Regions from separate parts of the Capra hircus genome. Here region 1 is linked to region 2. Evidence: chromatin contacts called from public Hi-C data. All regions are on one chromosome and are shown on one strand. Each heading gives the region's core, a stretch centred on a gene start, on an enhancer-like site or on the middle of the called end of the contact. The rest is flanking DNA. Distances are from core to core; before and after follow the strand shown.

What was found. A called contact is a pair of places that touch in the nucleus more often than the background predicts.
Region 1: a contact with region 2 is called in a Hi-C map of liver, with 8 times the contacts expected there. The contact joins two enhancer-like sites. A contact is called at or near these places in 3 of 5 Hi-C or Micro-C datasets (blood and liver).

What each region holds. Positions count from the first base shown.
Region 1 is chr19:43,215,087-43,219,982 of ARS1.2, reverse strand. No RefSeq gene overlaps it. Among named protein-coding and RNA genes, the nearest start is that of TRNAE-UUC, 7.9 kb to the right of the region's middle. Within about 2 kb of position 1,837, at least 2 of the 5 cell types and tissues checked have an H3K27ac peak or open chromatin away from gene starts, as enhancers often do.
Region 2 is chr19:43,133,414-43,138,251 of ARS1.2, reverse strand. No RefSeq gene overlaps it. Among named protein-coding and RNA genes, the nearest start is that of ETV4, 36 kb to the right of the region's middle. Within about 2 kb of position 2,906, at least 2 of the 5 cell types and tissues checked have an H3K27ac peak or open chromatin away from gene starts, as enhancers often do.

The DNA.
Region 1 (4,896 bases), core at 588-3,087, 83 kb before region 2:
TCAGGGCATTTGCACAGGCTGTTCTCTTGCCCCTGATTGCTCTTCTCCTGGATTCAAAACCCTCTCTCCCCCTCTCATTTCCGTCAGGTCTCTGCTCATATGTCACCTTTTCAGAAAGATCATCCCTACCCACCCCTTTGTAAGACAATCAGTCAGTTCAGTCGCTCAGTCATGTCCAGCTCTTTGCGACCCCATGGACTGCAGCACGCCAGGCCTCCCTGTCCATCACCAACTCCCAGAGCTTACTCAAACTCATGTTCATCAAGTTGGTGATGTCATCCATCCTCTCTCATCCCCTTCTCCTTCCTTCAATATTTCCCAGCATCAGGGTCTTTTCCAATGAGTCAGTTCTTTGCATCAGGTGGCCAAAGTGTTGCAAGACAATACAAGCCCTCAAATGCCTTCCCGAGTAAAAGCAGAGCAAGCCCAAAGTTTAGGACATTCCCCATGGAATTTCAGGGACAGCTAGAGTGACACTCTGCTCAAAGCCTGTGTGGCCAGTGGGGATCACTGTGTGGCCTGTGAAATGTGGGGAGAAATTGTTAGCTTAACCCATGTCTGTACCTGTCAGTTGATAAGATCTAAGGAAAAGTCTAATAACAAATAAACACCTTTAAAAAGGAGAAAACCTTCATAATTGTACACAGTTGGCAGAGCACTTTTCCCCACATGATCTAATCTAGGTTTTAGCCATTATCCCCATTCACTAGACAAGAAAACTGACCTTAAATAGACTAAACCACAAACCCAAATTCAGGTGGCTTGCCTGAGGCAGGCCAAGCATTTGCACACAGGCCGACCCGGCTCCCGGTCTGGTGGCCTGTGCACATTGCCTGCGCTACCCACACTTGCCCTGACGTGCTGACCATCTGGGTGATTAGTTATTTGATCGTTTCAGATTCTTAGTTGGATCAGGTCCTGAGAATTCCACACCCCGACACAGAACACTGGACGTGTTGGCTCACGGCAGCATGATGGTTATCATCACCTCGCTGCATGGAACCGCTCTCGGCAACAGCACCAAAAGCGGTTTGTCCAACACAGAGATCTGACCGTGCCACTCCTGTCCTTACAGCCCCTCGGTGGCTCCCCGAGTCCCGCCTGTCCCCTGCCCCACCCCACCTGGCCCTGGAACCTAGTAGGATGTGAATTCTTGGCTCCATGTTAGAGACTGCACCTGAGGCAGGTCCTGCGCCAGGCGCTTTGTTGGGCCTGGGCAGGTGAACAAGACAGACGCAGGCCCTGAGCGCATCTGCCTCCCAGCTCTGCCACTGGAAGGGGACACTTGGGCCTGTAGAGTGGACAACTGCCAGGCCCACTGGCTTTCATATACCTTCCATTTAAAATCCAGAAAACAGAAGCTGGGACCTACACAAGCCTGGGCAGCTTTGAAGGGGAGAGGTTTGGTAACCCACGGGGAGCTCTCTTCCCATACTCTCTGTCTTTATGCAGCTGTGGGGCCACAGACACCACAGGCACCCTAGGCGCTTGACATCCCAACCCTCTCGCACCAGTCTAGGGTCAAAAGCAGGTCCTCACACTCTGGAAGAGTAGCTTAAGCTTGAGCTCATTGTGTAGAATGGTCTTCCCTCATAGTTCAGTCAGTAGAGAATCTGCGTGCAAGGCAGGAGACCCAGATTCAGCTCCTGGGTTGGGAAGATCCCGTGGAGAAGGAAATGCCAATCCACTCCAATATTCTTGCCTGGAGAATCCTCTGGACAGAGGAGCCTGCCAGGCTACAGTCCAGAGGGTCACAAGAGTTGGACATGACTAAACCACCACCACCATTGTAGAACAGGGCTTCCTTGGTGGCTCTGAGGTAAAGAATCTGCCTGCAATGCAGGAGGTGCGGGTTCCCTCCCTGGGTCAGGAAGATCCCCTGGAGGAGGAAATGGCAACCCACTCCAGTATTCTTGCCCAAGAAATCCCATGGACAAAGGAGCCTGGCGGACTACAGCCCATAGCGTCAGACGCGACTGAGCGTACCTTGCAGAATGCACTGCAGTTCTGCTTATAACCACCAGATGGAGCCCTCATGACCAGAGTTCGTTTCTCTGCGAAAATGTTTCAACCTTACAAAGCCCTTGAACCAGTTTTTTTTTTTAACTTCCTTTCCTTGTAGGTGTAAGCTCCTCTAGAGATTATAAGGCAGGACCCTTTGACCCGAGCGTGAGAAGTTTTGAAGGTCTAAGAACTGGGACATTAACTGTGTGCCGAACGTGGGAGTTGGGCTGTGGGTTAAGCTGACAGAGGAGATGAGTGGTGTTACTGTCTCAAAATGAAACCAATGAAACTAATTCAAAGGCTGAGGACATGCATCACTGTGTGCTTGTGTGTGTGCATGTATATGTGTGTGTGTGTGTGACCAGAGAGCCCATGTACTGTGCATTGGAGTTTCAGAGCTCATCTCTGTATCCAACCATCTGAGAGCGTGGACTAATAGAACTGTTCCTCAAAGGGGTCACGGAGGGCGAACATTCATATGTAGAAAGGGAAACAAATGTGGGGACACTTCCATCCTGATGTGCCTTCTAGTGCATCTAGTTGTGTGTGTGTGTGTGTGTGTGTGTGTGTGTGTGTGTCAGTGGGAGTGAGTAGTGGCTCAGAGGTTAAAGCGTCTGCCTGCAATGCAGGAAAACTGCGTTCGACCCCTGGGTTGGGAAGATACCCTGGAGAAGGAAGTGGCCACCCACTCCAGTATTCTTGCTTGGAGAATCCATGGACAGAGTATCTGGATCAAGTGTTTGTGGCTGTGCTGTGTGTCTGTTCCTGCTTTGGTATTTCTGCTCAGATGACGGGGGCTCTGCCCTAAGTATGTGTGTGTGTGTGTTCTCAGTCCCATGTGACTCTTTTTGACCCCATGGACTATAGTCCACCAGGCTCCTCTGTCCATGGGACTTCCCAGGCAAGAATACTGGAGTGAGTTGCCATTTCCATCTCCAGGGGATCTTCCTGACCCAGGGATCGAACCTGCATCTCTTGTGTCTCCTGCATTGGCAGGTGGATTCTTTACCACTGTGACACCTGGGAAACCCCGTAAGGGTGAGTAGGTATGTCCACTAGCTGCTCTGAGAACACCTGTCATGAACACACATGCGCTGAGCCGCTCTAGATCGGATGTTGTGTGACAGGTGGCTGCATGTATGTGCTCCTGTCGGGACTCAGGACCTGGGCAGGAGGTGTGCATGTGTGTCTGCATGTTCATATGTGTGGCATACCCCCTGTGACCTGCCTCTCCTGGGGCTCAGGGCAGGCCAGCTAGCTCTCTGGCCATTTGACTTCTTCATGACACCATGTCCTCCCGGGCTGCCACTGTCCTCAGTCAACATTGCACCTGCCTTTCCTCTTGGCCAAGGATTCCTTAGGGGAGATTGTTAATTTCTTCAATTAAAAGATGAAGGGCCCTGGGAGACTACATACTTGAAATTACCAAATTTTAACATTCATGAAACCATAAATCTCACAAGATGATGTCTCAGCTACCTCCCCAGCCTAGGTAACTCCCAGCCCTGAACTAAGGAGTTCACTGCCTCCCCAAACTGGGCTGGGGAGATCTGAACTTTTCCTCTCTGTGGCCAAAGAGACCTCATGTGTCTTTGTTTGCAAGTGTGATTAATCTTTCAGTTCCTATAGGTCTTTTCTGCCTCAGTGTGGTATTTGGGAAAGCCCCTTGGACTGCAAGGAGATCCAGTCAGTCCATCCTAAAGGAGATCAGTCCTGGGTGTTCATTGGAAGGAGTGATGCTAAAGCTGAAACTCCAATACTTTGGCTACCTCATGCGAAGAGTTGACTCATTAGAATAGACCCTGATGCTGGGAGGGATTGGGGGCAGGAGGAGAAGGGGACGACAGAGGATGAGATGGCTGGATGGCATCACCGACTCGATGGACATGAGTTTGAGTGAACTCCAGGAGTTGGTGATGGACAAGGAGGCCTGGCGTTCTGCACTTCATGGGGTCACAAAGAGTCGGACATGACGGAGAGACTGAAATGACTGACTGACTGACTGACTGAGGGCAGGAGGAGAAGGGGACAACAGAGGATAAGATGGTTGGATGGCATCACCGACTCAATGGACATGGGTTTGGGTGGACTCCGGGAGCTGGTGATGGACAGGGAGGCCTCTCATACTGCGGTTCATGGGGTCGCAAAGAGTCGGACACGACTGAGCGACTGAACTGAACTGAACTGAGGAAGCAGAGAAACCGGATGCCAACACCCCATCCCTGGCTGTGTGATCTTGGACAAGGCCGCTAACCTCTCTGGGTCTCAGACTCCTCCATGGTAAAATGAAATTGCTGTATCCTATGATCAGAAATGCTTTCCTGCTCTGATGCTGTGAGATCTGAGATCCTTTCAGTAGGACCTATACAGTGAGTATAGGAGTCAGTATTATCCCCATTTTATAGGTGAAGGGCAGCAAGATCCCTCATGAGTCACTGCTCTTTCCACAGAGCTGCCCTGAAATGGGCAAAGAAGGAAAGAGCAACAGGAACACAGACATGCTCACCACCATGGGCTGCAGTCTTCTAGAACATCCCCAAATAGCCAGGAGGAAATTGATGAGAACTCATCTCACAGCCCTACACGGTAATTATTGGTGTTCGTAATGATGCCCCAAGGCATTACGTTCCCCTGAAATGCCTTTGGAATCATCAAAGAAAGATTTAACCTTGCTTGTGTAATTGCTCTCTGAAATATCTTCTGTTTTATTCGCTTGCTTGGAAAATTGATAACCTATGGATTTTCAATTAACTTTAAGTTATGAAGAATATTCCGTTTACCCAAGTATCCCATCCATTTACTGTTCCCTTTTAGGAGTTTATTTTCTATCTCAGCCTGAATCTCCCAAATATGACAGAGTTTGGGAGTAGAAAAATCATAGAGGGGTTACTG
Region 2 (4,838 bases), core at 1,657-4,156:
GGGGGGTGCCTGGCCTCAAGCCTGGAGACAGGGATGGGTCTGTAGAAACCAGGATGGCAAGGAGGGAGGCTGCCAGGCCACAGGGACCCCCACCTACCCCCGGGCCAGGGGGATTTCCCAGGCAGGATGTTTGTCTAAAGAGCAGCGGCCTTCCTGCCCAGAGGTTAAAACCGCTTCCAGCCTGTGGCTGGTAACCCCCTAACAGACAGGTCCCAGGAGAGGCATATACTTTTTTCTTTCTCTTGTGGCCAAGCCAGTGTCAGCTGCTTGCCACGAGGTTCCTGACCCTCCATAAACCCCGTGTGTGTGTGTGTGTGTGTGTGTGTGTGTGTGTGTGTCTCAGAGGATAATCTGAAGGCCTCAAGATCACTTGCCTTTGCTGAGAACAGAGAAAAGATCCATTAGAATCGGAAGGCTGTTTTAAACTCAACAAGGGAGAGGATAAGAAACTGGTAGAATTATTTCTTCATCCATACTTCATTATTTATCCCACAAACACCTAGTGAACACCTACTATACATGTGGCACTGCTCAAGGAGCCCAGGAGAAGCCAAGAGAGGAGAGAAAGCCCAGCTTTTTAAAAAAATTTTATTATTCATTTATTTGGTTTTTCCAGTGGTCATGTATGGATGTGAGAGTTGGACTGTGAAGGCTGAGCACCGAAGAATTGATGCTTTTGAACTGTGGTATTGGAGAAGACTCCTGAGAGTCCCTTGGACTGCAAGGAGATCCAACCAGTCCATTCTAAAGGAGATCAGCCCTGGGATTTCTTTGGAAGGAGTGATGCTAAAGCTGAAATTCCAGTACTTTGGCCACCTCATGCGAAGAGTTGACTCATTGGAAAAGACTCTGATGCTGGGAGGGATTGGGGGCAGGAGGAAAAGGGGACAACAGAGGATGAGATGGCTGGATGGCATCACCAACTCGATGGACGTGAGTTTTAGCGAACTCCAGGAGTTGGTGATAGACAGGGAGGCCTGGCATGCTGCGATTCATGGGGTTGCAAAGAGTTGGACACGACTGAGCAACTGAACTGAACTGAACTGATTTATTTATTGGTCACGCCTCACAACATGTGGGATCTTAGTTGCCTGACCAGGGATGGATCCCATGGCTCCTGCGGTGAAAGTGCAGAGTTTTAACCACTGGACCACCAAGGCAATCCCAATCCTGCTTCTCTGAAGCCTACCTTCTAGAGACACGGGCAGAGGACAGGAGAACATTGTGTTCACTGAAGTCATCAGGACGGCCGAGGCCCTGAATCCAGACCCAGTTTCCAGAACTGCCTTCCCGGGGCCTCCTCGGCCTCTCTCCTTCACACAACCCCCACGCCTCAAGTCTGAACCCAGAGGCCTGAGGTGGGACTGGCAACAGGAGGACAGGAAGGGTCTGCTCCAAAGGGTGAAAGAAGGAAGGGTCGACATGTCCCCTCCAGGCTAATTTTCAAGGCTCTAGACTAGCAGGTGGGCCAGAGGCCAGGGTCTCTGCCCTCTCCCCACACTTCAGGGAGCAAAGGGTGAGCATGCCCTTGCGTGTGTGTGTGTGTGTGTGTGTGCGTGTGTGCGTGTGTGTGCGTGTGTGTGTGTGTGTGACTCCTCACTCCTGCCTTAATTCACTCTTTCTCCTCCTTTCTTCCTTCTCCTCCCCCTCCCCATCTCCAGTTCTCTCTCCCCTTCCTGCCTCCCCTTCTTCCTGTCTCACATTTTCCTGCCCAGCAGTCAGACCCCAGACAGTACCTAGGAAGTCTGCGGCCTTGCCTAATAGAACCGTAATAGTCCTCGGGGAGGCGTGATAATGACATCCTCCTTAAATAAAAGGACTTAATGGAGATTTCCCAAATTTGAAAACCACATTTCCACTAGCAACCTGTTCAGCCAGTGACTGCTCTGGAAAGGAACCCGTGGGAAGTTGTAAGGGGAGGGGGCGAGAGAGTCGGCTCACAGAACCTGCTGCTCAGGGACTTTCTGAGGCAGGACAAAGCGCCTGGTCTGAGGACACAAATCCTAAAGGTGGGCCATCTCCATCTACCACCATGACCACTCCCTCACCCTACCGGGCCAGCCTAGAAAAAACAAGCTCAGAATCTGGAAAAGCCTACGTGACCCTGGGTGAGTTACGTCACCTCTCTGTGCCTTGGCCGCCTCAGCTCTGAGTTGGATGTAACCGTTATTTCCCAGCATCACCCAGTGAGGGTGGGGCCATCAGGACTTACCCGGTTCCTAGCATAGAGCAGAAGCCAAATCAACAGCAAAGCCTCAACAAATGCAGCTAGATTGGGGTCCTTTTTAAAAAACATATTTATTTATTTATTGGAGTCCTTTAACTCCTATGAGAGAGCAAGCAAACCAGAACTGGGCCACCCATTCACCCTGGACCTAAGAAAATACCAGACTATTGCAGGGAGGAGGAGAGGAAAAATGGTTTTCTTATTGCCTCTGTCAACAGGATACTAATTAACGGTAAGTGAGGCGAGGGATATACAATTAAGATCTTGGGGCCTCTGGGATCTCTCTGTTTACTTCCAGTAATCATATAAACTTTTTGGGGGGCTCCTGTTGGTGCCTCTGAAAACAGAGATGCTAAAACTGAACCAAGGGCTCTCAAGCTCTAGTAATTTCCCTTACCTCCCACCCTGAGGCAAGGAATGTGATGGAACGAGCAGGGTGACAACGATCCATTGGGAACCCAGCTCTGCCATTGACTTGCTCTGGGATCTTAGGGACAGCTCTTCCCCTCTCTAGGCCTCCATTTCCCGAGGTGTCCAATCGTGGGAGTAGGTGATCTCCAAGAACATTCCCATTCTAAAAATAATTTAAATTGGTGGTAAAATTTCTTGAGCCTCTCTGTGGAGCATGGGATGTGGTGTGTTTGCCAACACTGCCACCTTGTGTTAGAAACATACAACTCCCGGCTGAGGCCTCCATTTGGCTCCTTTGTGGTCAAAGCCTTGGAGGCCAGTAGGGTCCTCTAACCCCACCCCACTCTTCTCTTATAACACAGATGCTTTCTTATCAATGTCATCTCCTGTTTCCAAAAATGTCTCTCTTATAGTCTGTAACATAAGACACTCGTTGTCAATATAATCCTGTCTTAGAAAAGGAAAGGAATTATAATTTCCAAGCTCATACTATGTGCCAGTTAAGATGGTAAGTACTCTAGGAAAAATTGAAGGCAGGAGGAGAAGGGGGCGACAGAGGATGAGATGGCTGGATGGCATCACCGACTCAATGGACATGAGTTTGAGCAAACTTCGGGAGTTGGTGAAGGACAGGGAAGCCTGGCATGCTGCAGTCCACGGGGTCGCAAAGGGTCAGACACGACTGAGCGACTGAACAAAACAACTATGTTCTACAAACATCATCTTGTTTGATCCTGAAAATAACACAGTGAGGAAGATATAATTGGCCTTCATTTTACAGATGAGACTGGGCCTCAAAGAGGTGAAGTGAATTGACCAGAGATAACGCTAAAAGGCAAAGATCACCAGACTCCAAAGCTCAGGCAGTGGGTAGTTGATTTTTCTCAAGTATTTCAGACTCCTATTCATGGGCTTCTTAAGCTGGGGAGTCACTGAGTTGAAAGGGATGAGGGAGAAAGCTCTCAAAGGAACAGACCTGGGCCTGCTCCTGGAATGGGAATACATGAAACCTCACCCAAGGCTCTAGATCCACCAGGCAAAGGGAAGCTTCTGAAGTGTCCCCTTAAACATCAAAGAAAACCTCCAGGTCCTAACAAAGGCATAAACCCATGACTCAGAGGAACCAGAAACTCAAATCCTGTCTCTGCAGCATGTCTGTAAATTTATTCTGTCACCACTAGTGGAAACCTTGCTGTCATCTCCTGGAGGCCGTGACCAACCTGAGATGGCAGATGAAGACAGAGTCCAATTTGGTTCTCATATTCTCGGGAAAAGTGACTCTCTTCCTGATGCATTCCTACACCCTAGGAGCAAGACAGGCCCAGCTCCAAAAGCTATATCCTCACGGAGTGCTTATCAGTTACATTCTCAGACACATTAGGACATCTTTCACAATCCCCACCAAATGCAACCCCATAATACCTGACACCTCTCAAGCAATGTGGTTATCATCAGAAAGGATGGAAGGAAAGAGCTGCTCGGCAACGTTCCAATAAAACTTTATTCACAAAACAACCAGCCACATTTGGCCTAAAGGTTGTTGTTTGTTGACTCCTGTTTTAATTATCTTAAAAAAAAAAAAATCCTCTAGGGATTTCCCTGGTAGTCTAGTGGTTAAGACTCCACTCTTCCACTGCAGGAGTCAAGGGTTCAATCCCTGGTCAGGGAACTAAGATCCTTCATGCTGCATGGCATTGCCAAATAAAAAACCTTCAGATCCTTTTTTTTTTTTTTGCAATATGTGCTTTATTGTAGTGGTCTGGAACTAAACTTGCAATGTATCTGAGGTGTGCCCATAATCTTAATGTGGCTCTGTGTGTGCACGGTGGTGGTTCAGTTCAGTTCAGTCGCTCAGTCGTGTCCGACTCTTTGTGACCCCATGAATCTCAGCACGCCAGACCCCCCTGTCCATCACCATCTCCTGGAGTTCACTCAGACTCACATCCATTGAGTCCGTGATGCCATCCAGCCATCTCATCTTCTGTCGCTAAGTTTAGTCGCTAAGGTGTATGCAGCTCTTTTGTGATCTCATGGACTGTAGCCCTCCAGGCTACTCTGTTCATGGGATTTTCCAGGCAAGAATACTGGAGTGGGTTGCCATTTCCTTCTCCAGGGGATCTTCCCGACACATGGGTCGAAACTGCATCTCCTGTGTCTCCTGCATTGGCAGGTGGATTCTTTACCACTGAGCCACCAGGGA